Regions from separate parts of the Mus musculus genome. Here regions 2, 3, 4, 5, 6 and 7 are each linked to region 1. Evidence: chromatin contacts called from public HiChIP or PLAC-seq and promoter capture Hi-C data. All regions are on one chromosome and are shown on one strand. Each heading gives the region's core, a stretch centred on a gene start, on an enhancer-like site or on the middle of the called end of the contact. The rest is flanking DNA. Distances are from core to core; before and after follow the strand shown.

Evidence for each region. Promoter capture Hi-C pulls out the DNA fragments that hold promoters and counts their contacts. HiChIP or PLAC-seq counts read pairs in DNA pulled down with a chosen protein or histone mark.
Region 2: a contact with region 1 is called in a promoter capture Hi-C map of liver, with 5 times the contacts expected there. The contact joins the promoter of Ubn1 here to the promoter of Trap1 in region 1. A contact is called at or near these places in 7 of 39 promoter capture datasets (cranial neural crest, frontonasal cranial neural crest, hematopoietic stem and progenitor cells and 3 more), 2 of 484 Hi-C or Micro-C datasets (pre-B cells and regulatory T cells), 5 of 115 datasets of contacts at active chromatin or transcription factors (astrocytes, bone marrow-derived macrophages, double positive thymocytes and 2 more) and 2 of 9 other capture datasets (adipose tissue and liver).
Region 3: a contact with region 1 is called in a promoter capture Hi-C map of pre-B cells, with 4 times the contacts expected there. The contact joins the promoter of Rogdi here to the promoter of Trap1 in region 1. A contact is called at or near these places in 4 of 39 promoter capture datasets (liver, pre-B cells and stem cell-derived epiblast-like cells), 1 of 115 datasets of contacts at active chromatin or transcription factors (effector CD8 T cells) and 3 of 9 other capture datasets (adipose tissue, liver and macrophages).
Region 4: a contact with region 1 is called in a FOXA1 HiChIP or PLAC-seq map of pancreatic cancer cells. The contact joins the promoter of Anks3 here to the promoter of Trap1 in region 1. A contact is called at or near these places in 5 of 115 datasets of contacts at active chromatin or transcription factors (bone marrow-derived macrophages, double positive thymocytes, memory CD8 T cells and 2 more) and 1 of 9 other capture datasets (liver).
Region 5: a promoter capture Hi-C map of pre-B cells shows a contact between it and region 1, with 6 times the contacts expected there. The contact joins the promoter of Nudt16l1 here to the promoter of Trap1 in region 1. A contact is called at or near these places in 4 of 39 promoter capture datasets (cranial neural crest, liver and pre-B cells), 1 of 115 datasets of contacts at active chromatin or transcription factors (pancreatic cancer cells) and 1 of 9 other capture datasets (adipose tissue).
Region 6: a promoter capture Hi-C map of pre-B cells shows a contact between it and region 1, with 6 times the contacts expected there. The contact joins the promoter of Ubald1 here to the promoter of Trap1 in region 1. A contact is called at or near these places in 5 of 39 promoter capture datasets (the C10 cell line, cranial neural crest, liver and 1 more), 1 of 484 Hi-C or Micro-C datasets (CD4 T cells) and 3 of 115 datasets of contacts at active chromatin or transcription factors (memory CD8 T cells, pancreatic cancer cells and regulatory T cell precursor).
Region 7: a promoter capture Hi-C map of pre-B cells shows a contact between it and region 1, with 4 times the contacts expected there. The contact joins the promoter of Cdip1 here to the promoter of Trap1 in region 1. A contact is called at or near these places in 5 of 39 promoter capture datasets (cranial neural crest, hippocampal neurons, liver and 2 more), 1 of 484 Hi-C or Micro-C datasets (regulatory T cells), 1 of 115 datasets of contacts at active chromatin or transcription factors (memory CD8 T cells) and 1 of 9 other capture datasets (adipose tissue).

Annotation. Positions count from the first base shown.
Region 1 is chr16:4,076,035-4,079,682 of GRCm38.p6, forward strand. Trap1 (TNF receptor-associated protein 1) reads right to left here and starts at 1,776. Exons shown (of 18, transcript NM_026508.2): 1 at 1,659-1,776. The coding sequence starts at 1,746.
Region 2 is chr16:5,048,503-5,052,150 of GRCm38.p6, forward strand. Ubn1 (ubinuclein 1) reads left to right here and starts at 1,555. Exons shown (of 19, transcript NM_026666.4): 1 at 1,555-2,279. Glyr1 (glyoxylate reductase 1 homolog (Arabidopsis)) reads right to left here and starts at 1,408. Exons shown (of 16, transcript NM_001079814.1): 1 at 1,304-1,408; 2 at 248-284. The coding sequence starts at 1,341.
Region 3 is chr16:5,011,892-5,015,539 of GRCm38.p6, forward strand. Rogdi (rogdi homolog) reads right to left here and starts at 1,662. Exons shown (of 11, transcript NM_133185.2): 1 at 1,572-1,662; 2 at 1,412-1,483; 3 at 536-618; 4 at 350-404. The coding sequence starts at 1,616. Glyr1 (glyoxylate reductase 1 homolog (Arabidopsis)) reads right to left here. Exons shown (of 16, transcript NM_001079814.1): 16 at 2,011-3,648. The coding sequence ends at 3,637.
Region 4 is chr16:4,962,620-4,966,267 of GRCm38.p6, forward strand. It overlaps Anks3 (ankyrin repeat and sterile alpha motif domain containing 3), which reads right to left and starts at 1,618. Exons shown (of 17, transcript NM_028301.4): 1 at 1,501-1,618. It also overlaps 4930451G09Rik.
Region 5 is chr16:4,937,078-4,940,725 of GRCm38.p6, forward strand. It overlaps Nudt16l1 (nudix (nucleoside diphosphate linked moiety X)-type motif 16-like 1), which reads left to right and starts at 2,034. Exons shown (of 3, transcript NM_025839.4): 1 at 2,034-2,216; 2 at 2,301-2,561; 3 at 3,119-3,648. The coding sequence starts at 2,064. The coding sequence ends at 3,340. It overlaps Mgrn1 (mahogunin, ring finger 1), which reads left to right. Exons shown (of 17, transcript NM_029657.4): 17 at 1-1,219. It overlaps Gm16861 (predicted gene, 16861), which reads right to left and starts at 2,508. Exons shown (of 3, transcript NR_037666.1): 1 at 2,294-2,508; 2 at 1,791-2,087.
Region 6 is chr16:4,878,098-4,881,745 of GRCm38.p6, forward strand. Ubald1 (UBA-like domain containing 1) reads right to left here and starts at 1,754. Exons shown (of 3, transcript NM_145359.2): 1 at 1,520-1,754. The coding sequence starts at 1,639.
Region 7 is chr16:4,788,006-4,791,653 of GRCm38.p6, forward strand. Cdip1 (cell death inducing Trp53 target 1) reads right to left here and starts at 1,936. Exons shown (of 6, transcript NM_025670.5): 1 at 1,826-1,936.

The DNA.
Region 1 (3,648 bases), core at 526-3,025:
ACAAATGTCAGACCATCTCCAATTTACAGAAGACACAGGTGAGAGCTAGTTACATGGAGTGCCACTTCCTGTCTGGCCTTCTAGTTGTATCCTACCTTGACAAGTTTATTATAGATGGCAAGCATGAACTTAGGAGCATCAGCAAAGACAGAAATCAGGGAAGCTCTGGAGAAACAATGAGTCAAACAACCAATTGACCAATCAACCAACAGCACGGGGTTCTTGATAGCTGATACTTCCCAGAAGGAACACAAGGAAGCAGGCTGAAATCTTTAATGAAGTGGCAATCTCTCCAATAGGAAATGGATACTATGTATGTATTTTCTCCACCTAAGACCCAGGGAGAATTAGTGCCACCACAGCAGCAGGCAAAGTCGGTGAAAAGGAGCACCAATGTTGCAAATAAAAAACTTGAGCTAGACTCCAGAGTCAACTTTGGGAACAGACTGAGCAAACCAGCCAAGGTTGAGAAGGTGTTTGCAGAACATGATGCAAAGATACACAAGAAATCAGAGAAGATACGGATCCACTGTTAAGTAAAACCAGCTTCTCTGTAGATAGAAATCACAAGAGATGTCTTCTACACAGAGCTCTTTTTTTTTTTAGTATTCTCCGTGGCACTGGGGACCAATTCAGGGCCTATGCAAGCCAAGCACAAACTGCCTTTGGGGGCTCTTTTTTTGTTGTTTTGGTTTGAGACATACTCAAATGTTGGAAAAGATACTATGGGTAAATCAGTTTTGCTACTAGAGGACACATATACAGACAAAAGTATTTTGAGCACCAGGCACTGTGGCACACTTTAATCCTACCACTCTGGGGAGCAGAGGCAGATGAATCTCTGTGAGTTTGTGACCACCCTGGCCAGGCGGAACATATATGGTGAAACCCTGTCACCCTCCCCACACCCAATAAAAAACTGAGGTGAAGTTTGGCAGATTAGCTAATACAGAAATAAAAGGGCAAATTCTGAAACCGAAAACATGTTCCTAAAGATTTAAGCAATCGCTCACTCAAATCTGTTAAACACTGTAACGATATTTGTGGCCAAGAGAACATTTAGTGGAGGATGAGAGCGACAAAACTTCGGAAAGCCATTGGGAAGCTATGTTTATGCGAAACATAAATGTAATGAATGCCAGAAGCTTTAATATTCTTTCGCAGTTAATTCTTGACTTGAGCCCTTTTATGTAAAAATAGCTGTAAATACGTATAATTTAAGTGTATGTAACGCTAACATCTTCACTGTTACATGAGTGCGGGGTGGGAAAGTATAGATTAAGGTTATTCTCTCTCCTTTCCTTTCTCTTTCAATTCCAGGGATCAAACACGCGGAGTTCACTGGCTCCCTGAAGTCCTGGGTAACCGTTGGTTTTGCTCACCGTAGTTACCCCAGGGCTTGACTTCTGCGAGAGCTGAGCTTGTGAACAGCCGCGTGCAACGAACTTGTCAACCCAAGCGCGGGAGCGTCTGCAATCAGGACTACCAGGGACTGACGAGAGCAGGCTGTGGCTGCCCGTGACTCGGCTCCCCAAAAGCGACCACAAGGTCCTACTCCCCGCCCCACTTAGCAGCTCCGGCGCAGTGCGGCCTCCCGCCGGTCTAAGAGTGTGCACACAGCCTCAGACGCCGCCTCTGCGCTCTCGTGCCGCGCTCACCTCGCCGAACTCCAGCCAGCGCGGGGGCCCGCAGTACAGTCTGCAGCCCGCGGCCCCACAGCAACACAGCTCGCAGCTCGCACGCCATGCTTCCTTTCCCAAGTGTGGCTAACAGCCTAACAGAGTGATGAGGGGGCCTTCCGCGGGGGCGGCTCAGTGACGTCATGGCGCGCGACGGGCTGTCCAAGGCGTTGCCTGTGCGAGAACGGGAACGCAGCAAACCGCAGCGCGGGGGCCCTGAAGACTGTACTTTTTGACCTTGGATCTCAGTGACAAGGTCGCTGATCCCTTGCATTGTGCGTGTGAGGGTTATAGTGTCCCCGGCCCGCGGTGCTGGCGGTCCCTAGGCGGGAGCATCCCATTCTCGAGATGGCACTACCCAGCTGGAGTGTGGATCCACTGAAAAACTCTTACAGCAATGCCAAAACCTACACTTTGACAAATTTTAGGTTTGACTGTTATTCGCCAAAACGTGAGCTCAGTAACCAACACCTTTGGACTTACCCGTTTATTGTGACTTTCTCCCTACTGGAAGCTTGTTTGGGGATCCAGGCCACAAACCTTGTCTCTAAAGTTTTTTTTTTTTTTTTTTTTTTTGTTTTTTTGTTTTTTTGTTTTTGTTTTTCGAGACAGGGTTTCTCTGTATAGCCCTGGCTGTCCTGGAACTCACTTTGTAGACCAGGCTGGCCTCGAACTCAGAAATCCACCTGCCTCTGCCTCCCAAGTGCTGGGATTAAAGGCTTGCACCACCACGCCCGGCCCTCTAAAGTTTAATCCAAACTCCAGCCGCCTCCAGAGCAGGTCGCTTGTCCCGGTCCTAACCTCAGAGTAAGGCCCAGCGAGGACCTTTCTGACAGGTTCTCGCTTGATTCTGACACACACCAGATACATTTTCCTATGATCAGATTTTACTAAAACATTAGAGCGATTATCTAGCTTGTTAGCAGACACTAGTAGCAAGAGCAGTTAATTCCTGGATCCAGAATAGACTTGAAGTTTTGGTATAGGGAATGTTTAGTTACTGTTCTAGGTTGACAAGGATTGCTCCCACATTGACTTTATAGATGGAAAATAGATAAGAATGGGCAGATATGAGGCCAAACTTTAATACAGGCTCTGTATTTAAAGTGCCTGTTGCCCTGATAACCCCAAGAAATTGACAGAGCACTGTGTGCCTGTGATCTCAGTGCTGGGGAGACAGAAACAAGAGAATCCTTGGGTTTTGCTAGCCAACCAATCTGATTCTGATGTCCCATGTTCAGTAAAAGGCCATGTTTCAATATAAGGTGGAGAGAGCACCTGAACACCTCACAATTCCTACCCCTAACCCCCAGCCAGTTCTGCTCCTGCTGGGCCCACATCCTCCACAACCAGCCCCACCCCTGCTCCCTAGTGTCTTTTTCCATGGTCACCCTTAGATCCTCACAGTTCTAGCTTCTGCCCCCAGGTTCTGTATTACCTCCTCTAATCTGCCTGAGTCCCAGTCATCACACAGAATAGCTTCTCTTGATACTAATCCTCGAGGTTTCATTCTTTTAATTCTCCATTCTGGAATCATCTCTTCAGTCAGAAATGACATACTCAGCCGGGCGTGGTGGTGCAACACCTTTAATCCCAGCACTCGGGAGGCAGAGGCAGGCAGATTTCTGAGTTCGAGGCCAGCCTGGTCTACAAAGTGAGTTCCAGGACAGCCAAGGCTATACAGAGAAACCCTGTCTCGGAAAAAACAAACAAACAAACAAACAAACAAACAAACCAGAAATGACATACTCATCTGTAGAACTCTTCTGTAGATATGGCTTGAGAATATTAAGAAAGGAGAAGTGACATTTAGTAAAGGAAGGGGAATCTGGGCTTTAGTTAAGAATGGGGATGTAGGTTCTGCCCAGTATAAACTTCTTACATTCCAGGGAAACCAACTCTATCTAGGCCCACCTGTGGCCCACCAGGAAACCAGTTTGGAACCCATGCATTACCAAGGGAAATGACA
Region 2 (3,648 bases), core at 305-2,804, 970 kb after region 1:
TACAATTGATTTCCAAGATAAAAAACCAACCAATTTCACAAGCCCTCTGACTGAAGTGATTACCTCATATTTAAACACTCTGGTTTATGCTATAACTTTCAAAACCGACTGATAACTGGAGGCAAAACACTACATTTTATCAAAATGAGCCCATTTTAAGTCAGTGTTAGAGAATGGAGGAAATTCAACATGTTAACCCTCTCCCTTAGCTTCAACTACCTTCTTTTAAAACCAACAATGCACTCACCTTTCCTGGCCAGGGAGGATACCGGCCCAGTTTCCCCCTAGAGAAAATAATACAAACAGTCAGAACTTGCCCTGGAAAAGCCAGTCCATCTCCTTCAGCCCACTCAACAAGCAATCTATGCTTCTAACTCTAGGCTGAACAAAAGGGCCAGAACAAAAGCAGGCAAACCAGATGGGTCTTTCACAGCTGGGCTCAGGGCCCTCACATATTACATACAAAACTGTATATATATATATATGTGTGTGTGTGTGTGTGTGTGTGTGTGTGTGCCTGAGATCTGTGCACTCTTCCCGAGAAGGAACATAGAAAAACAAAACCATCAGGACGTCACTGGTCTGGTACCTCCCTGGGAGAGTGTTGGAAACTTCTCTCTGTAAACACAGACTTCCCTAAGACTGATTTAATTCACCCCATGATCGGCTTTCCTTTGACAAATGATCATGGAAACCTTCCTCTAGGTAGGGAAACTACGCAGTTCCAAGGAGACAATGGTCACTCTTGGTTTTGGCTGTTGCAGGGGACACAAGGAACAGAACGAGAGGCACTGGATCACCGCCTAGCCATCATTTGCAAAGGAGAAGTCACCCTCCCCTCGGTTTCTTCATGGGGCAGCGCCGGGCAGTCGGATTTCGCCACCTGGAACCAAGCCTCGAGCCCACGTCTGTCCCAACCGAACGCGGGTATGGACGGCTCTGTCTCTAGCAAGGTATCCTCTCCTGCTTTGAGAGGAGGTCCGGAGAGACCCTGGGACTCCACGCCACGCCAGAGTTCTCTGCAGTGGCAGCTGGAGCCAGAGTTCTAGAGCCGTAACCCTCCCCTGGGATGGCCTCAGGGTTCAGAGCAGGGACCGCCGCGGCCCCTCTCGGCCTCGGTCCCCCGGGGACCGGACAGCCTCTTCCGCTCAAGCGTCGTTCACACCGCGGCGGCACCTCCTCTTCCCCACTCTCCGCCGTCCGGAGTGCATAATAAAACTACTCCTGGGCCAGCTGGCAACCCTGCGACCAGGAAAAGCAGCTTCGCGCCGTCTTTCGTTCAGCGCTGGTCGCCAGGACTCACCACACCAAGTCGCCGAGCCGCAGACTCACAGCCGCCATCTTACCACCCAACCACCGCCGCCGCACGGGCAGCCGGGAACTTCAGGTCGCCGCGGCACCGCCCATTGGAGTTGGCCTGACCACGTGACGGGTGTTTGCTGTCATCCGCCTAGCGGATGCGCTGACGTCACCGCGCCGCGGCCGTCCATTGGACTGCTTGGAGGCACGTGACTTGAGCGCCGCGCTCTCAGCGCGTCGAAGCCCAGAGACTCCAAGCTCCCGCCTCCCCCCTCCCCTCCGGCTCGTGACAACGAAGCATCCGCGGTCCAAAGCAGCGGCGGCGGAGGCGGCGCGGCCGGACTAGCGCGAAAGGGAGCCGACTGTGCTGCCCGCTCGCTTCCGGGACTCTAGACTCATTTCCAGTCTTTCCCGCTGCTTCCGTTACGGCTGTTAGGCAGGCGCGGGCCCCGGGCCGTTGCCGAGCCTGAGGTCCCGGGCGGATAGGTGTTGGAGTCCGGTTGCTGCCCTGACTGACCCTGGCGCGGCCTGGAAGCCAGTCTCGGTCCCAGCCCGGGGCAGAAGAGGCCCCGGTTGCCCGCGAGCCCGCGCTCGGGGCGGGAGCTCCAGACTGCTGAGGAGCGCCCAGCTCGACAGTCGGCTTCCGGAGCGGCGTCCCCGCCAAGCGTCCTCGGCGTCGCCCGACTTGTTTTCTTGGACGTGGACTTGGCATATCTCGGCTCCCCCCGCTGGCTGACAAGAGAAAGCGGCAGTTTGTCGAGAGGCTTCCTTCCCGCGGGCTGGGGAGCCGGCCATGGGCCGCGGCGCGGGCCCTCCGCGCGCCCGCCTGCAGCGCTCGGGAGCGGGCCGCTGAGCCGCGCCGCAACCCGAGGGTCCCGGGCCGGCATGAGGACCACCACGGGGGGACGTCTACGGCCCGCGTCGGCTCTGGGGACAACGGTGAGCGCCGCGGTCTGGTCCAGCCTCCCGCGTTAGCCTTCGTAAGTAGTGTGACACTTTGCAAGAAGTTTTGACAGCTGGAAGACAGGTGACAGTAATGGGAACTGGTACCTGCCGAGGGGCAGGGCGGCTGCCCTAAGTTCCGTAGACCGAGTTGAAGCTCGACTTTGAGCAAGAAAAGTCTCACACCCAAGAAAAGGCGGCAGGAGTCTGTGTCAGGGTGGACTTAACTTACAGCTGTACTTTCTGAAGTCAACGCCTGCTCGGAAGGTGACGGGTTCACGCCCCTTTCCCCAAAGCAGTGTCCTTGTAGAGGCTTTGGTTGTCAATTGCTCTGAGAGATGGTGTGGTGGAGAAGCTGGGTGGTTGACCCCAGCTTGTTTTTTCTTTGGAAGAAGTACCACATTTTTCAAGGACTGTCATTTACATTGTGTGTTAATTAAACACGAACTGACCATTTAAAGTGTATTTAAGATTTCATAAAATTTGACAAATGTTCTTAATTTAGAAATTAGAGTTTTCCAGGAATTTAAGAATATTGTAATGACTTGTCTTTAAATGTAAATCTTTACAACTAAATTTAGAAACAATCCCATCAAAGTCAGGAATAGAACAAAGGATACATTGTCTAATGTCCTGTAATTCTAGTTAATGAAATAAGACAGGAGCCGAGTAGTGGTGGCACATGCACTCAGGAGGCAGAGGAAGGTGGATTTCTGAGTTCGAGGCCAGCCTGGTCTACAGAGTGAGGTTCCAGGACAGCCAGGGCTACACAGAGGAACCCTGTCTCAAGCAAACAAACAAACAAAAGAATGAAAGAAGACAGGAAACAAAAATAAATATAAAATAACCTGTCATTTTTGTAGGACTTTGCCTTTCAAAATAAAAAGGGAAAGCCATTAAATAGGGAAAGAAATTAATGAAAAAATTAGCATACAAGTTTTTCTGTTTTTTTTTTGGTAGTCAGTTCAAAAGTAAATTAGTTAAAAAGAATGTATTTATGATAACAAAAACATAAAACAGTCCCTAGGAATACCTGGAAATAGGCTTTTGCATAATATGTTTTTTGTTTTGTTTTGTTTTGTTTTGTTTTTCAAGACTTTCTGTGTGTAGCCCTGGCTGTCTTGGAGCTCCTTGTGGATCAGGCTGGGTTCCATCTTAGTGCTGGGACTAAAGATCTGTCCACCACCACAAACCCATAATCCCATAATTTGCTTTTTAAAGAGAAGAATTTTTTCCTGTGTGGCATACTAATATTCAAGTCATTCGGAGTATTTAAACCCTACTTTGTGGTTTGTTTTTTTTTTCCTTTTTGTATTTTAGTTGGAGATAAGCTCTCATGCAATCCAAGCCTCCTTCTCCTTGTCCAAGAGTGACTTTAAACTTAGGATCCTCCTGCCTCTTCCTTCA
Region 3 (3,648 bases), core at 412-2,911, 940 kb after region 1:
TGAACCGTGGGGACGGGCTGTCCCCCAGGGCCTTTGAGGCCTTAGATCAGAGGGTGGTGGCTCATTCAACTTTGATGCGGGGCCAGCCTGCCTAGGCTTCCAAAGTTTGTATTTCACAGGGTCCAGATGCCAGGCTGAACTAAGTGTAATGCCATCAGGTTCTTGTCCTTCCCCTCCTGGGATCTAAAGCCTATCTCATGAGGTAGTGTGAGGGTTGCCTGTGACATTACAGACATACAAGGAAACAGGTCAGAGACAACAAGGGTCAGAGCCAGGGTCACAGAGCTAGCTGGTGGCAGAGCTAAGCCATCACCATCCTTGTCACCAGCTGGACTGTTGGGGGACTCACCGCTTGGCTGAGGGCATCCCCTTGCAGAGTCAGAGTCCCTTTCACCTGGTCTGTGCTGTAACACACACGAGTCAGAGGAGCGCCTGCTACTGCTCCCTCCCCTTGCAGGCTGCCCCACCGTACCCTGGGCATTTCCTCCCCCCAGGTGTACACCCCTTCCAAAGGCTCCTGCCCAACCCAGCTCACCCACAGCTGCCCAGGATGAAGTTCTCCTGCTTGGCAGGGCCCTCGGTGCTGGGGCCTGGGAGAGTGAAGCGGAGAGAGGCCTCCTGTGGAAGACAGCGCAGTCCCAACACCTCACCTCAGTCTGGCCAGTGTTCCATTCCAAGGCCTGGATACTTTGCCAGGTTAGCAGGGGAAGGGACGAGGAGGGCAGGCCTGACCTGGCCCCTCTGCCTCTGCCCTACTAAACCTCCAAGATTTTATGAGCTCAGACCCGTTCATTCCAGTCCTGAGTATATCATGAGCAGCCAGGTGGAACACAGAACAGAGAGGCACAGTGCCTAGAAAGCTGGAGTGCTGTGATATGTGTGGGGAGCAGAGTCCCCGAATCAGACAATCAGTAGTCACAGTAACAGGCTTTGCTAGGTTACTGTCCTAGGCATTCTGTGAGATAGTTTATTTATCTTCACAAACAGACGTGTGAGCCTGGTTAGGGTAAGGGAACAGGCTCAGAAATCCGGGTAACTTGGCTGAGATCACTTCAGAGCTCGGATTATCAGTGTTGTTTTGAGACTGTTTTGTTTGAGACAGTGTTTCACAATGGAGCCTAAGGCTGGCTTCTAACTCATGAACCTCTAGCCTCACTCTTCCGAGTGCTGAAATCACAAGCTTTCACCACTACCCTGCTTGCTCACAGATAAATGTCAGTTTCGAAGATAGTTCACACTCAAGACCTGGTGCCCACTGCTTGTGTAATTACATGCCAGCATGTCTGCGTCTGAACTGTACTCTCAGAAGTGGGTATCTGCACGGGTCACGCTCAGCATCTGCTGTGTGCGATTGGCAGGACCCGGTGGATAGGAAGGATGGCAGGCCGGGCGGGACCAGCGGGAGCGTTACCTTGAGGATGTCCTGCAGCTGTCTCAGCACGGCGTGCACCTCAGCGTGCAGTAACCAGCGAAACTCCTCCTCCTGCGGACAGCGCGGCGTCAAACCCATCCCATCCCCGCCGCCGGTCGGCTGGCCGCCCGCCGCCCCCTGCCCGCCGAGCGCGTCCCACCAGTACTGCCCGCTCCGCGGCGCTCGCAGCCATCGCGGTCGCCATCCTCCTAGCCGCGCACCGTCTCTGAGGTCTGTAGTCAGGAGCTTGGCGCGCAACGCCCGCCCCTTTTTCGCCTCCTCCCGTGACCGATTGGCAAATAGGGCACAAGCTCCGCCCTCAAGCCGGCTACGCCTCAAGCGACTGGCTGTAGCTTCTAGTCCTGGCTGGTGAGTGGCTAGACGGATAGGCCACGCCTCGCCTTCTATCCGCCCGCCTCAATCCCTGTTTTTCAGCAGGGACCCGGGCTTTGGCCACCACTGATTGGTCGGCGGGGCCGTCCATCAAGTTATTCCAGTATTGTCCGGCTAGATGGAGCCCGCCCAGGGTTCCACCGGGAAAGAATCAGGTGAGTTGGCTCCTACCTAGGTCCCCCTAGCATTTGGGTACAATGATACAGTTATGGTACCAAGAAATGTTTTATTTTTTTTTCTTGCAGTAGCTTTGTTAATTGCACAAAATCATGTTTTGTTTTTTTGCCATTTAAACATTATCACACAATCCTATTCTGAAAGACAAATGTTCATTAAAAACAAAGTGAAAATAAAAATTCACAACCGTAATCACCTAGATCTGTCATTTCAAGGAAAAGCGGGAGTAGGGGCTTTCTTACAAGCATTTCCACAGTGTCACATTTTCTCCATAAAAGGAAAGGGTTTCAAAATGAAAGGTGAAATAGCTTAAACAGAAATAGTCATAAAAAGGAACTTTACAGAATTGTCAACAATATTAAGACAACATTGACTAACCGGTTTTCTTACAGCATCTTCCCCACCCCCAGCCCCCAGGACCAAGACAGGCTGTGTCCAGACAGAAACTGTTCAGCATCCCAGTGAATGGACAATTGCACTGAACTCCACAAGCATCCCCTGCCCCGTGCCCATGTCCTGAGATCCTTATCCCAGATGGAAAAGTTAAATCGTGGCTTTGAAAATCCAAACTCATGAGGAGGAAGGCTTCCTCGGGTGATTCCTCTCGTGTGACATTCTAAGCCTCTCTGGTCCCCTCTTCAAGGAGAAATGCTTCAAGTCCCAAAAAACCCAGAACTTGGAACCACTGGCAGAAGTAAGGTTCCTCATCAAAAGCCCAGCCTAGGAAATGCTCATCTAGGAAATGCTTATTATTGGTGTTGATCAGGCTGGGGCTGGGTCAAAAGAGGATGGGACAGAAATATCTCCATGGAAGGAAAAGGGGAAGAGGGACATGCAGGGGACCTGTGTAGAGCAGGCTGAACAGGTAGCCCAGCTCAAGAGCCTGGCGTAATGGAAACAGGAAGGAGCCGCCCATACACTTCACTGCTCCCAAGGCCCTTACGGCCCCTTCCCTTGGGCTGGAATGCAAATCCAAATGAAACCTCCTGGGAGGAACAGGCTCAGGACAGAAGACTGTAGACTCTGCTCCCCCTGAAGAGGGGTCTATGTGGCTATGCTGGTCTCTCTTCAGTTCACAGAGACACTCTGGGAGCTGCGGTGTAATGGTAGTGTCTACAGGAAAATCCTCCTCAGCTGGTGATCCACAGAGCCTCCTCAGGGAATCTGTTGGTTCATGATGGCTGAGGGGCCTCTCCTTTCAGGGGCCCAGTGGGGGCCAGTCTCTGTCCTGGGGAAGTTGAAAGCTTCCAGTGCTCCCTGTCAATTCTAGTCCCTCCAGTCTCTTGACCAGAAGGGGGCTAAGCTTGCAAGAACAGCCAGGCAGCAGTTTCTGGGTAGCTTCTATCCTGGGTGTGTGTGTGACAGAGACAGAGAACACAGAGGAACAGAGAGAATCCACAACCTCCTGCTCCAGGGTCAATCAAGGCCCAGCTCAAGAGCTTCTTCACAGCCACCAGGAGAGATAGATCCTCTTATCCCTGGCCAGGGCCTCAGGGAGACAGGGTGCTGCTGTGTACTGTGCTGATGCAAGTTTCAAAGTCTGTATAAAAGGAAATGGAGACAGGTGACTGGTCCAGAGCTAGTCCCAGAACCCTGACCCCACACTGGGAGGGGAGGTCAGAGGGAAGATGGGAGGGTAGATGGGCAGGCAAGGCTTAGTGTATGTA
Region 4 (3,648 bases), core at 368-2,867, 890 kb after region 1:
AGTCCTTCCGGGACAATATCGCAGTGCTCTGGCAAGGTTATTACGCTGAGGTTGGAACTGACCCTAACCTGACCCAACAGAGTCAAGAGTAGAACAGCAGGGTGGGAAGACCCGGGCTTTGGCACTGAACCCACCTGGGTCCCATCTCGGGGTCAAGACCACCACAGGAGTGGCCTCAAGGATACAGAGCACCACAATATCCATACTCAAGAGTTCTGGTGAACCCAGAAGGAAGCCCGAAGGAAGTATGACCCAGAAGGTACTAATTCCCTCGAGGCCCTTAAACACTCTAGCATTATCCTGTGTTGGTGAAAGCTGGGCCTGGCAGCACAACTTCCAGACGAGGCAGAAGAGTCAAATCCCAAGCCTGCCTGGGCAACTTAGTGAGACTAAAATATTTTAAAAGTAGAAAGATGGGCTGGAGAGATGGCTCAGCAGTCAAGAGCACTGACTGCTCTTCTGAAGGTCCTGAGTTCAAATCCCAGCAACCACATGGCTCACAATCACCAGACAACTACAGTGTACTTAGATTAAAACAAATATGTTTTTAAAAAGTAGAAAGATTGTTGAGGATCTATCTCAGTGATAAGCACTATATATACACAACTTGCAAGGACATAAGTTTACTTTTAAAAGTTATAAAAAGGACAACATACAACAGTTTGCCAGTCTCACGATGAGTGATGTGTGTGGGCTGGTAAGGTGAAAACAAGGCCTGTATCCTGGAAACACCAGCTTCTCCTGCTGCAAGGCCTGCGCTCAAGTAGCACCTAACCTAGTCTGAACCAACAGAATGGACACGTGCTTCCCCAAACTGGAAACCATAGGCGGATTAGCAGAACCCTGGAAGAACTCACACCTGCAACTCCAGCTCTTGGGGGGCTGAGACAATAGGACCGCCTTTGAGTTCAAGGACAACCTGGGTAACATTAGATGCTTACACTAAAAACATCCAACCCGCCAGCGTAGTGGCACCGGCCTTTAATCTCAGCATCTGGGAGGTAGATCTCAGTGAGTCTGTGGCCAGCCTGGTCTACACAGTGAGACACGCCCACAATCTCAAAAAACCAACACCCCCAAAAAATCGATTCAAGTAAAATAAAAGTTTCTATGTCTTCTGCACCTCTCTCTCTCAGAATTTCAGTTGCAGCCCTGATAAGTTATTCTTAAAATTCTTAAATCTTAGTTTTAAAAAAAATTCTATTCTGGAGGCAACTGTCATTCCTCCAAGAGATCCATGAAGGCCTCGAGGGAGCCCCTGCAGCCCAAATGTACGACGCAGTTCCGACCCTAGCGGTCCCGGCGACTATGCACGACCGCAGGCTCCCGTGTGGCTCAGCAGTCTGGCCGACACCTCGCGTGACCCCTTAGTTTAGCACCACGGCGGCGGGCCCGTGTCCCCAAACCCTGCGACAGGCAAACGCCAGGGCTGCCCACCCGAGCAGACTCAGGGCGCCTTGGGCCCCACCTCTCAGAGGGCCCTGCCGCGGCCCGGCCTACCTTGCAAGGCCTCAGGTTCCCGGGCCACCCTCCAGCGACAGCGGCTCGCCCCTCACCGGCCGACAGCCCTGCGCCCGGCCCACCCCGGAAGTAATCCTCGCACGGCGCAGAGCATCCCGGGAAGGTGACGGACGTTCTGTTATTGACACGCCACAGCAGCCCATGAGATGGCAGATACCGGCCCATTCGCTCGGGAGCCAATCCTGAGGCAGAGAGGCAGGCGGCGAGTCGCCAGGCCGCCGTGGGTGGCCGTACTCAGCACGGGGACAAGGCAAGTGGGCGGGCGGAGCGGCTGAGGCAAGTGGGAGACCGCGGAAACCCACGCGACGATGGGTGGGTCCTGGCTGCGGGTGGCAGGGAATGAGACCCTCCCCTCGGCTCTAGCACGGACTGCCTCGTCCCGCTGCCTTCCAGTTCCCTTGACAACGACGCCTGGCGCGGGGCGGGGCGAGGCGGGGCCAACTGGCTTTGAGGAGAAACACTGAGCCGCTCGGTCTTCTGAGCTCCTCCATGCTCTTTCCTCTGCGGGTCAAGCCTTCCTTCAACCCTCCCCGCCTTGCACACCTAAAGGACGATCAGTCCTGGGCGGCCCCCTTCACTTCGGTGATTCTGTGTCCTACCGCCAAAGCCCCTGGTAGGAAACATCTTTTGGTGCGTATACCAAAAGCGTCTCCACCTGTGGTTCCCAATTCAGGACAGCCAAGCACCCGTCCTTGCTCAAATGCCCTAAGACCCCACTCACTCCTCTGACGCAGCTCTGGTTTGGCACCGTTAGCTGATCTGCTTGGTCCGCTTGCTAGGCCTTCACCCACAATCCTAAAGTCCCTCTGCCCCTGAGGACTGAACGTGTTTTCTTTAGGGTGAGATATAAAAGGTGGAGCTGAGCCAGCGACTGGATTATAGAGACTCATTTGAGTGATGACTAAAAAAAAAAATCTCTTGAATAATGGATCTTAAACCTCTAATTCTAAAGATTATTTTTAATTATATTAATGAATTAGTTTGTATTTTAATTATGTGTATGGGTGTGAAGGTGGGTATGTGTACTCCAGTGCAGATACGAGTGGACGCCAGAGACGGGCTCTCCCTGAGGTTAAAGTTGCAAGTAGTTGTGGTTTTGGAAACTGAATTGTGATCCTCTATGAGAGCAGTAGAGGACACCACCATCTTGTGCACTCATGACTGCACATACCCACACATACAGTCCTGCTACCAAGTGACATAAGTTTGCAGAACCAGAAGGAAATGGGTAGAAACTAGAATTTTTGCGGGTGCATTTTCATCTACAGCTGATCAAGGCTTTGGGAAGGCTACCAATGCTAGTTTCTCCTTGAACACCCAGACACTGCCACCTCACCTTGTGTGCTCCACAGGACTCCTTGATGATGACAGACGGTGTCCTTTGAGTCCTGGCCCCCATGACATCCAAAGACAAAGCAGTGATGTCCTTGCCAGTTTCTCCCTGGGATGCCATCCTTGAGGCTGCCAAAAACCAGCTTCCATCTCTGGATTCAGACTCGTCCCTGGTGAGCAAGAGCTTTCTCCTGGATATTAACTGCCAGCCTGGGCAAGGACAGCTTCGGGCACTCCTCTACAGACCCCACTTTGGTCTATGGACTTTATTTTCACTCATCAGTGTCTGGGATTACTTCTGGGTATCCACTTCTTCCAGGCTTCTCTCTGGGTTTGCCAGAACTCTTGAGTGTGGATATTAGTGCTCTGTATCTCCAAGGCCACTCCTCCTGTGGTCCTAACTCCCAGGTGGACTCGGTACCAAAGCCCTGGACTTCCCACCCTGCTGTTGGACTGCTCTCAACTCTGTTGGGTCCGGTCGGGTCCAGCTCCAAGCTCTGAGAGTGATAACCTTGCCAAGGCCACATGGTATGGTCTGGGAGGGATTCTGCCACTTGAGGTGAGCCGGGGGGTCACTGACAGTATCAGTGGCCATTTATACATGTGAGAGGGATCCATTGTGATCCACTGGTCAGACGCTCAGCACATAGGTTGGCACAGGACATTTCAAGTGAAGAGCAAGGATTCTAGAAGCAAGGTGACTAGTTTGTGCCTCTTCACTACCGTTGTTCAGTGCTGGCTTTAATGCAGTGTCCATTGTATGCATTAATGCAGCATCTGTTGTGTGCATTAACA
Region 5 (3,648 bases), core at 784-3,283, 860 kb after region 1:
CAGCGAGACCCTGGCCTCTCTTGTCTGCACGCCTCATGTGGCCACTGGGATTTGAGGGTCCACAGTGAACCTTGATCAAATTGCACAGTGGGTTGTTCCTCCACACACCCTCCTTTTTTTACGGTCAATATATTTGTAAATGGTACAAGATGAAGGACAACAACTGTCTCCATGGGCCACGTGCCCTAGAAGGACTCTCCCCAACTGTCAAAGCTAATGCTTTGAGCACTTAGCAAACCAGCATAAGAGAATCTACCCATGGAATGTTCTGGAAGGTGGGCAGTCCAGGTTACAGTTGATGAAGGAAACAGTGCCTGTCTGCCTCTCATGTGTGACCCCAAGGCAGCCAGGCTGTCACTGCTGCTGTCACAGGCTGACACCTTACAGATGTCCTGACCATGGGTGACCCTCCTCGGAGCGTCCAGATCCCCTCCTGCTCTGCTCTATTACCTACTAGTGGTCCCTGGCAGCTGTGGGCAAGGCCTGGGTAGTCAGACTGTTAACACCACAGTCCTTAGCAGTGGTCAATGTCCAGTTCCCCCGCACAGGTCCTGCTTCACTCACATCCTCACCCGCTGCCAAGGTGGCGGTTTGTGCTTGCAGGGCAGCACTGCCCACCACCTGCCAGGGAGGAGCCTGAGCAGCTTCCATAGCAGATCCGTTGCCAGTTACCTGGCCTGTAAGCTTCTTACTGATTGATTGTCTAAGGCTCCTGTCAGAGCCCACCTAGAAGCAGGCTCCTAGTGATACTTTGTTTCCAAGGCAGAAGTGGCCCATGAGTGGCCCCAGAGCAGAGGTGCCCCAGGCAGTGCAGCTCCCTGGTGGGTTGGTAGAGGGACCTCAGCTTAAGGAACTGCCCTGCCACTCACCCAGGTGACAGCCTGTAGCAGTGCATGGAGACCCCTTTAGGCTCAGGGCTGCTCGAGCTCTGACTCTAACCCTGCTCCTTCCTAGCACAGCTCTGCACATCCATCTCTCTCTCTTGCTGAATGCACATATGTGCACACATGTCAGCATGTGCATGCTCACTCCCCCACTTCTCACCTGCCAACATCCTGGCCTCTGGCCGTGGCACTGGTGCCAGTACTTTGAAAGATGGGGTGCAGCCTACACACTTACCTGTCTCAGACTCACATGTACTATCATCTGATGTACTCTGATTGGCTAGTTTGGGTTCATTTTTACTGTATATTTATAGTAATAAAATCATGCAGCAATATTCTATGTGTGCCTTTGTTCTGGCACAGCACTATGTAGGCAGCAGCATTGTTGGCTTTTGGTGTAGTGACAGGACACTAGAGTGGTTTCTGGCAGAACTCCTGACAGGTTTTGTTGCTGCCTTCATTTGCTTGTGTGAGAGGGGCAGTGAGTGCCCCCTCCAAACATAGACAATGGTTTATTGCTATTTTGTTGCTTGCTGTGTCTGAAACTGGACTTGGAATTTGGCTCACCTCCACTGGGCAATTGATGAATCTTAGCCTCTAGGTGGGCAGGTGGTCCTAGTTCTTATACCCATCCCAACTCCTGTGATGTTTACTGAACATTAATCAATGTGCCAGAGAGGGGCAAAGCATAAGTAAGGCTTAGGTCCCCTGTCACTTGAGCTGGAGTCACTTAGACATTTAAGTTTTTTAAGGCATGATTTCATAGGCAGTGGAGCCACAAGCTCTGGGTGAAGCTCAGGGGAAAACCAGCCCCCTCATGGATGAGGTGGATATTGAGACTTCAGATGCCCTCTCAGGGATGTTCGGGACTGGAGACTGACACGTCTTGATAATCAGTGTACCTACCTGCTTAGGACAACCTGGTCTCCGTGCGGTGCGTCTTGGTAGCTGTAGTTTTCTGGTGGTTGTGGGGTCTCCTCTGCAACTTGGAGGGTGGCGAACTACATAACTCCACCCCCACCCCACCCCGCCTCCGCCAGGGTCTTTCCTGGGTTCAACCCCAGAAGCACAGGACTGGTGGAGGCGGGCTTTATGCACGTGGAAGCACGAGGATTGGGTCTGGTGTTGTGGGCGGGGTCGCGCATGCTCGTTTGGGCAGTGGGCCTGGAGCACATCAAGATGTCGACCACGACGGTTCCGGAGCTGAAACAGATCAGTCGGGAGGAAGCAATGCGCTTGGGGCCCGGCTGGAGTCATTCATGCCACGCCATGCTATACGCCGCCAACCCCGGGCAGCTTTTCGGACGTATCCCCATGCGTTTCTCAGTGCTGGTGAGGAGCTGGGCGGGCAAGCAGGGCGGATACAGGCTTGGGACGCCCAGTGGACCCCACGTCCTGACCAAGCTTACCTTGCAGATGCAGATGCGCTTCGACGGGCTGCTAGGCTTTCCCGGGGGTTTCGTGGACCGGCGCTTCTGGTCGCTGGAGGATGGCTTGAATCGGGTGCTGGGCCTGGGCCTGGGCGGCCTACGCCTTACCGAAGCTGATTACCTGAGTTCACACCTGACTGAGGGTCCACACCGTGTGGTGGCACATCTGTACGCACGGCAGCTGACATTGGAACAACTGCATGCTGTGGAGATCAGCGCTGTGCACTCACGGGACCACGGTCTGGAGGTGGGGCTACTGCCTGGGGCCCGCCCCCATTCCCACTCCTGAGGTTTGGCTCTGGCACCACAGAAGGCACCTTGGGTAACAAGTACCCCTCAGGGTCCTCACCCTGGCTATGCTGGGTGGGAAAAGGGACTTGGGATCTGGATCATGGGCTGTTTTCATTTGCCTTGTCTGCCATTGTCAATCCTGGGAGTGGGGCTTGGGGTCACTGGAAGGGATGAACAGGGCCTGCTTGGGAAATTGAGACCAAAAAGACCGGGTTGCATGCAGTGTTTGGGATTATCTCCTGAGAGGAAATTGGGGGATTTGTAGATTCTGTGGTCTAAGGGGCATGGAGTGAAACCAGGGATCATGGGGGTTGCTGCCAGACAGGGTGGGGAGTGCATAGGATTGACCTTGGAACTTGGAGAGAAGGCACTTTACTGCCACCAGCCTGGCCTGGCCAGACCCTGCCTGGGTCTCCCCTGTTTCTTTGGCAAACTGGTGGCTGACAGGCATCTCTGCCAGGGTCCTGCCTCTACAAGAAGAGCCCAGCCCCACTCATGCCCTCTGTCCCACAGGTCCTGGGCCTTGTACGGGTCCCACTGTACACACAGAAGGATCGAGTAGGCGGCTTTCCTAACTTTCTGAGCAACGCCTTCGTCAGCACTGCCAAATATCAACTTCTATTTGCCCTTAAGGTACTCAACATGATGCCCTCGGAAAAGCTGGCCGAGGCCTTGGCCTCAGCAACAGAGAAGCAGAAGAAGGCTCTAGAAAAGCTGCTCCCGCCCTCATCCTGAGGTGCTTCTTGTGCAGGTCCCTGCCCTCCCTTGGCTGTCTCTGCCCACAGGCCCTGGAATTCCCGAGACGCGTGCCTTCTAGTGTGTTTGCTTTTGCATCCCTTCTGACTGCAAGGGACATGCAGGCAGCTGTTCATCATTACTGTCCCAAGCAGTCCCTGGGACCTAGCTACACTCTCAGGTTGGTCAGTGGGGGTGGGCCTGGGCCTAACTTTTCAAGCTGAAGATGCTCTCACCCATCCCAGGGCTCAAACTGTCCTGTGCGAGTCTGTTCATGACTAGTGGAGTCCCAGCTAGAGCCCATTCTT
Region 6 (3,648 bases), core at 504-3,003, 800 kb after region 1:
GCTCCTCCTGAAGACAGTTTTCCCTAATCTTGGTAGCCATATATCTCAGTCCATCCCCCTCCAGCCTGCGCCACACTGAGAGAGGGGCCGAGTCTTCCACACGGCCCATTTCCCATGAGACACCTGCCTGCCTGCCCAGCCTGGGGCAAGGACCTGCAAGCAGAGCCACTGGGCTCCAGCAACTGCCATGAATGTGGTTTTACAAGTTTTACCACATCCAACCCAAGAGACAACAGGGCAGATTAAGACTGTTGCAGAGCTGAGCAGTAAGGCACTTCCCTGGGGTGGGGCTGCAGGGGGAGGGGACAGAAGGCAGAGCGTTCAGGCCTCAGAGGCTGACAAGCACTGCTACCTCCAGGGGTAAGCAAATCCAGGCTAAAGGAAGAAGCCTTCCCTCTCTTGCATAGGGACATTGGCCTGGAAGTCTAGCAGGGAGTAGATAAACAGATCGAAGGCTTGGTATCCAGAGCTGGAAGGGCTACAGTCTTCCCAGCCTGGGGAGGTTCTGATCCTGCACCAGGAAGTTAAGCCTTGGTCTCCACTTCCTGGCTTTTCCTACTGAAAATGGGATGGTTCCCACTGGGAAGCCAAGCTCTGGGGTCTCCAACTGGGCACAGAATACTAGACTGGCTCTGGTTGTGACTCACACATGTACCCACACAGCTACAAGCCAGAGAGTCTCATCTCGATACCCACAAGTGGTGAATGTGGGGTTTTGAGTTAGAGGAACAGAGGCATCTTAGTAACACAAAAGACTGGGCACATAATCCTACCGGTCAAGAGAAACCTGGGAGTAGATGAGAGCCAGACTGACCTTCCCATCTTCTGTCTAAAATGCCCTAAAATAAGTGAACCGTATACAGTACACCATCCCAAGATACAGGTTCCTTTGTCAGGCCCGAGGATACCCAGGTCTTCATAAGGATCCCGCCCCGGTGACACCTTTGGAGTGGGCTACACACATACAGACTCTCGTAATTTACTCTGAGGATCCAGCACACCACCCATACACTCCATGACGTATATGAACATACACCGCACCATACCCAGCACGATTACCATCAGCAAACCACCACCTATGTACACGCTGCACACACACACCAAACATGACACAAAGGTATCCTGTATCAGACACGCACTCGAGACGGGCTTTGAGTCCGCACACGCGCCCACATGCCCACAACCTTCGATGTGCCCTGCTGACGCCCAAGCGCGGTGCGTGCGTAAATACAAATCCACATGTACGTGTGCGCACTCCCGCAAACCGCCCACCCGGCACACCGACCCTGAGACCGCTCTCTCCAAGCGACTCCGCCTCCGGCACGGCCCTGGGCGTCTTCCAGGCGGCTGTCTCCTCCTCAGCCGTTACCGGGACCGGGGGGGGGGGGGTGTTGGGGGAGGGTATCCAGTCCTGATAGCGGGGTTTCCGGGGCTCTGGCCTGGCGGTCGGTGATGCCCGCAGCCGGCACCCCGGCACGTGTCCACACCGCCCGCGCCCGTCCCCGGTTCCCCTACGCACCTCGAACTGCCAGTGGGCCGCTTGTAGCAGTTGCTTCGCCTGATCGGCCGCACAGCCCGCCGTCAGCACGAACTGGTTGATCATGACCTGGTGTTTGAGCTCGTCCATGTTCACGGACATGGCGCCGCCGTGCAGCCCGCTCCGGCCTCCCTGCGCGCTAGCCTCACGCGTCCACCATTAGCGAGCCGGCCCCGGCTAATACAAATATTTACTGTGCGCTCTGACTCACCGCGCCTCGCTGCCCCGCGGCCGGCGAAGCATGCTGGGATGTGTAGTCCGCGACGCCCCCGCCGAACGGACCGGGAAGGAGCGTGGACGCCCTCTCCCGAGCGATCTCAGTGGGGCGCGCAGCCCGTGCCCCAGGCTGAGAGGCGAAGTTGCGAACCAGGGACCATTGCACAAGCTTGCCTTATCACTGGGCCCTGGAGGTCCTGTGTGCTGCTGTGCTTAGCATCACAATATTAATAGGCGCGCTCTTAGGGGACTCTCTGATAGCTTTGGTCCTACTCCACTGCCCTAGGCTGAAACACTCCTAAAATCCTGAGACTTAGAAAACGCTCGGTATCGCAGAGCATCTGCCTTTCAAGGCGCTGCTAGAAATCACCACCTCCTGGAAGCATTCCAGAGCTCGCAAGGCATCTTTGCCTAACTCTTGGCCAGTCGTGCAGGAAGAGCGTCTTAAAAAAAAAAAAAAAAAAAAAAAAAAAAAAAAAGACAGCCCCTGCTCCGGAGCCTTGGCGTCCCCTTTCTTTCAACTCCCACTTTCCCACGCAAAAGAAAAACTTCCAGCAGCCTGCTGGCAAAAGGACCGCGCGGAGCACGTACAGAAACGGCCACGACTGCCATTCCCACAATGCCCCGGTTTATTTGCATCTTTCTGTCCCAGTGACGTCACCTGAGTGAGGTCGCGACTGTACCAATGGGCCGTCACGGGGTGTTAGGACCTGGCCATATAAGGTAAACAAAGCTGGCCGCCCAATGAGGCGGCGGCGGGGGCGGGCGCATCACGTGGCGTGGGGGCGGGGTCGGGAGCTGGGTGCGTGATTTCGCAGGCGGTGTTTACAGCCCCGCACATGCCACTTCCGGCTGACGTCGCGGTTGGTAGAGTGGCCGGTCGGACGTGGAAGAGTCGCCCAGAAGCTGGGGGGAGGAGAGGGCTGGCGTTGTCTTCTCGGCTGAGAGACGTTGCCCGGGTTCTTTGCTCTCACTGGCCTCACCTTTGACCTGGCCCCCTGTAGAACCAGCCGGGAGGGGAGGCGTTAGGTCCGAAAGCTTCATTATAGCGACACTGCCCCGAGGAAGTAAGCGCAGGCCTCGGAAGCCAACTGCGGGCTCTTGAGACGTTTTGATACACCTGATCCTTTGTTCTCGCTAGGACCGCTGAGGCCGTAAAGGTGTGGGGCCCAGTTGATACCTAGGGAAATGGAGTTCTATCTTGCCCTTCACTCCTAGGGGCTCTCCGATCGGGTGGCTGGAGGAAGATGGGAAGGAGGTGGGACTGAAAGATCCTTAGATAGGAAGAAAAGGAGGAAGAAACGAGGACGGGGAGCTTGGAAGGCTCTGAGTTATAGCTGCGAGTTTAGTTTATGGGTAGCAGCGGGACTAGTGAGTGTCTCCCTTTCTTAGACGTTTTGCCCATCTGTCCACACGAAGTAAGATTTCAGCCTCTTTGCTGCCTTTTGGAGAAACACTCAGCAGTAGTCTTTGCATATCAACAGTACCCCAATTTTTTTGCTTTTGCTGAGAATATGCCTTTATTTCTAGGAAGCATCATGCATGTGCTTTTGTTTGTTTGTTTTCGAGACAGGGTTTCTCTGTGTAGCCCTGGCTGTCCTGGAACTCACTCTGAACTCAGAAATCCGCCTGCCTCTGCCTCCCAAGTGCTGGGATTAAAGGTGTGTGCCACCACGCCCAACTATGCATGTGCATTATTATAGGCAAAACCAGCACACATGGAGATCACAGTAAAAGGCCGCTCTGATTTCACTGTTGCCATGGAGACTGTAACAAAGTCTGAAGGAAGGTGGGTAGGTTGTAGCCAGACAGACCTGGATGGCATTTTTGACTGTTGTTTCTTCGAAGTTCCACTCTTGTGTGGGAACTCTCCTCACTGTGCAGTGTGGGATGGA
Region 7 (3,648 bases), core at 686-3,185, 710 kb after region 1:
TGCAGCCTCTCCTACAAGACACAGTGCCTCCCAGAAATGAGTCCATTTCTATTGTGTACAATCTACTTCTAAGTTCTCTCACAGGACAAGAAACCTCTCATCCACACTTCCAACACCCACCCCAGGAAAGACCAAGAACTCTGGAGAACTCCATACATGCTATGTCTCACTAGAAGATCTTTTACTTACAAGACAGAGAGTTTCACAGAGCCAGTCTCTTCTCCCTTTCAAATGAAGAGAGTGTGTGACAGACTGGTGTTCATAGCTATGGAGCCAATTACAAAGGCCTGTGGGACTCAAAGCTGTAACTATGAGGTCACCAACTGTGCACTTCAACCCTGTTCTAAAGCTTAAAAAACATCCATGGCACCAGTAGGTTCAAAATGGGCAAGCTTGAAACATACAAAAGAGCCAAGAGAACAAGGCCAAGGACTGAACAAGCAGACAACTCACTTTAATTATTGCCAGCATAATCTGCTGGGACAACCAGGCCTCTGGGACACATTCCATTTTCTCTCTCTCAAAACAGTTTTGTCCCCTGAAGTGTTCTTTACACATTCCCTCTTTCTTCTGGTCAGCTACCTTCTCAACATCCATGTAAAGGTCTTTCCTGGTTCTAAAAACACATCCTATAGAAACCCTCCAAAACCCTTTGGATCGTCAGGACTGGGAGGCAGACTGATTTTCAAATAGCCAAGGGGAAAAAAAAAATCAATAAGCAACAAGATTTCTAAGTCTAGTTAATAATATGTAAGCTTTACTAGGAATGGAAATATACTATTATCTGCATGTACTTTGGCATGAAAATAAAAGACTGAAGGATAAGTACCCAATAAAGATATTAATTGTACATTCTAGGTGGTAGTCCATAGGTGTGCACTGTAAAGTTCAACGGTTTTTGTATGCTTTGAATTTTTCCTAACTAATGTCAAGGTAGAGGAGGTCTTTGAGATAGTGAGTGACCAAAAATATCTTTCTTATTATGAGCAGAGAGCAAGAAGAGCAGACATGTTCACCTCTTTCTTCCCACCCAACTCTGGTCAGCACCAACAAGCTAAGGACCAGAAAGAGCAGTCCTATTTGCCCAGAAAATGCCCTGTTTGGAGTACACTACAAAACTGATATAAAAACTACTGCATGCCCTCTCCCCAAAGTCCCTGATCCTTACTCCCAAGACACAGATTCTCAGTTCCAAGTGTGCATGAGAATTTCTGGAGAGCTTACTAAATGCAGATTTCTGGGCCTTACCCCATAAATACTCAAATCAGATCCTGGGGAATGGGGAAAGTCCAGGTCTTTCTGATACAGAGGATCCTATCCTGATCACTCCATCTTCCTTGACACCTGTTGAGAGGTCCCAGGAGACCCACCTTCTCCAAGGTCCTGGATGGCTTGGGGCTTCGCCAGCCCCTCGCCTTCCTAACGTCCTGCCGGAGCGCCACGTAGAGCCAAGTCTAGACCTGCAAACCGGCGGGGGAAAGAGGGCGAGACGGCCTCCTCCAGGACCGCCAAGGTCACCCGCGGGTCTCTGAGGCTTACCTCAGGGATCCTCCCCGACCGATCGCCGTTCCTCAACCCTCCATACCCCGAGGAAAATGGCTCGTACAGCCGTCGCTTACAGAAAAGTAGAAAGGCGTGATAATCACCCGAGTGGGCTGGCCCTTCTCTGGCTGATATCCCCTGTCTGCAGGCCCAGTTCGCTCGGGGCCCTGGAATGCTAGCCCTCGCAGCCCCGCAGCTGCAGCCACGCCGAAATCAACTGCCCTGATTTTGCGTGGCGTTTCGGAGGGAACGGACTCCACCACGACAACCCAGGCCCGTTTACCTCGAAATCCAGAAGCCTGAGGCCAGAGGGACAGAGATCTGCAGTGGTCCGGCCCGCTGCTCCGAGGAGCCCCTCTACCAGAGGACTCGCAGCACTCACCGCCCCCGCACCGAGAGGACCCTGGAATTTGTAGTCTTTCGGCGCACCCGCAGCATTCCCTGAGGCGGGAGCCTACAGCTCCCGGCACCCACCGCGCGGCGGGTGAGGGCGGAGCTCGGCGGGCTAGGTCACGCGGGCGGAGGGTTTCGAAGCCTAGCCCCCGCCTCGGCGTGTGAGAGGGGTCCCTTCGGAAGCCGCTTGGAAGTCTCAGAGGTGACTCACCGTCAGTTCCAGCCCCTCACCGGCCAAGCGCTGCCGCAGGAAAGGCTGCCTCAGCCCCGTAGCTGTCCAGAGGGAACCGCAAGGCTGTGGAGAAAGGCCCAACCTCCTGGCCTCTCGCCTTAGGGCGGGGCTTCGCGCCTCACGCAATGAGCTTGGATGACGTCAGTGGAGGCCCGTTGCGGGTGGGAGACGAACGAGTGGTAGTTCCCCAGGCCTTTATGATGGGGGGGGGAAAGGCTCGAAAGAAAGATGGTGGTGCTAGCGCTCCCTCAGGCCAGCCAGCCAGGCGTGCTGCGCACCCCAAGAGTTGAGGGAGAGCTACCACCCTTGCCCTAAGCTGCCTGGGCTTTCATGAAGCTGTGAACCACACCAGCTGTCCCTGCCCTCACACAGATTCCACTCTGACAGACAATACACAAATAAGCCACAAAATGACCAGCATCTCAAAGGAAAGCAACAGGATGTCCCAACAGAATTAGAGTGTTGCCTCTGAGTAGGGAAGGTAGGAAAGGCTATGTTGGGATGAGGTGTGAAGTAAAGAAAGAGACTGGCAGTCGTGGCGCACGCCTTTAATCCCAGCCCTCGGGAGGCAGAGGCAGGCAGGTTTCTTAGTTCGAGGCCAGCCTGGTCTACAGAGTGAGTTCCAGGACAGCCAGGGCTATACAGAGAACTCTGTCTCCAAAAAACAAACAACAACAACAACAAAAAAAAACAAAAACAAAAAAAAAAAGAAAGAAAAGAAAGAAGACTGGTATAGATGAACTTTTGAAAGGCACTTTGGCCAGCAAGGTGAAGACTGGAAGACAGCACCAAGGTCATCAATGAAGTTTGGATTTATTGCACATGGAAACTAAAGCTCTCTTCTTTTTCTTTTGTATTTGTGTGTGTGTGAGGCACGCATGTATGTCAAAGGGCAACTTTCAGGAGTCAGGCCTCCTTCCAGCATGTGGGCTTTGGTTCTCACTCAGGTCTTCCAAAATGGCAAAGACCCATGAGCCATCTCACGGATCCTTTTGTATGTTTAGGCAGGGTGTTCCTCTGAGTCTTTCAGGCTCACAACCATCCTCCTACCGCTCAGTCTGTCAAGTGCTGGGATTACAGGCAGGGAGACATCACAATTTGAGGAGTTTTAAGCATTAGAACTACAACTGAGTTTCATTGGTCACGGGTTTTGTACTGCACATTTCATCTGACCAGTAACATATTATTCCAAAATCAATACTTGTATTTTCACGTTTATTCATGGACATATGGATCCTGTGCATTGTTAACTGAGGTTAATTAAGAGCAACCTGTTAACAAAATATTGCATGTATAGTGTTAGTGGTTTTGTTGTTTAAAATGGCCCTAAGGGTAGAGTTGAAGTGCCATCTAGTGTTTCTAAGTAAAACTAGATTTGATGTCCTTTGTGTGAATTATACCCGTTAATGATTAACTTGGAATTACCAGTAATCATCAGTGTAACATTAAAGAAATAAAAGCACTTCCCCTTTGAGTCCTTC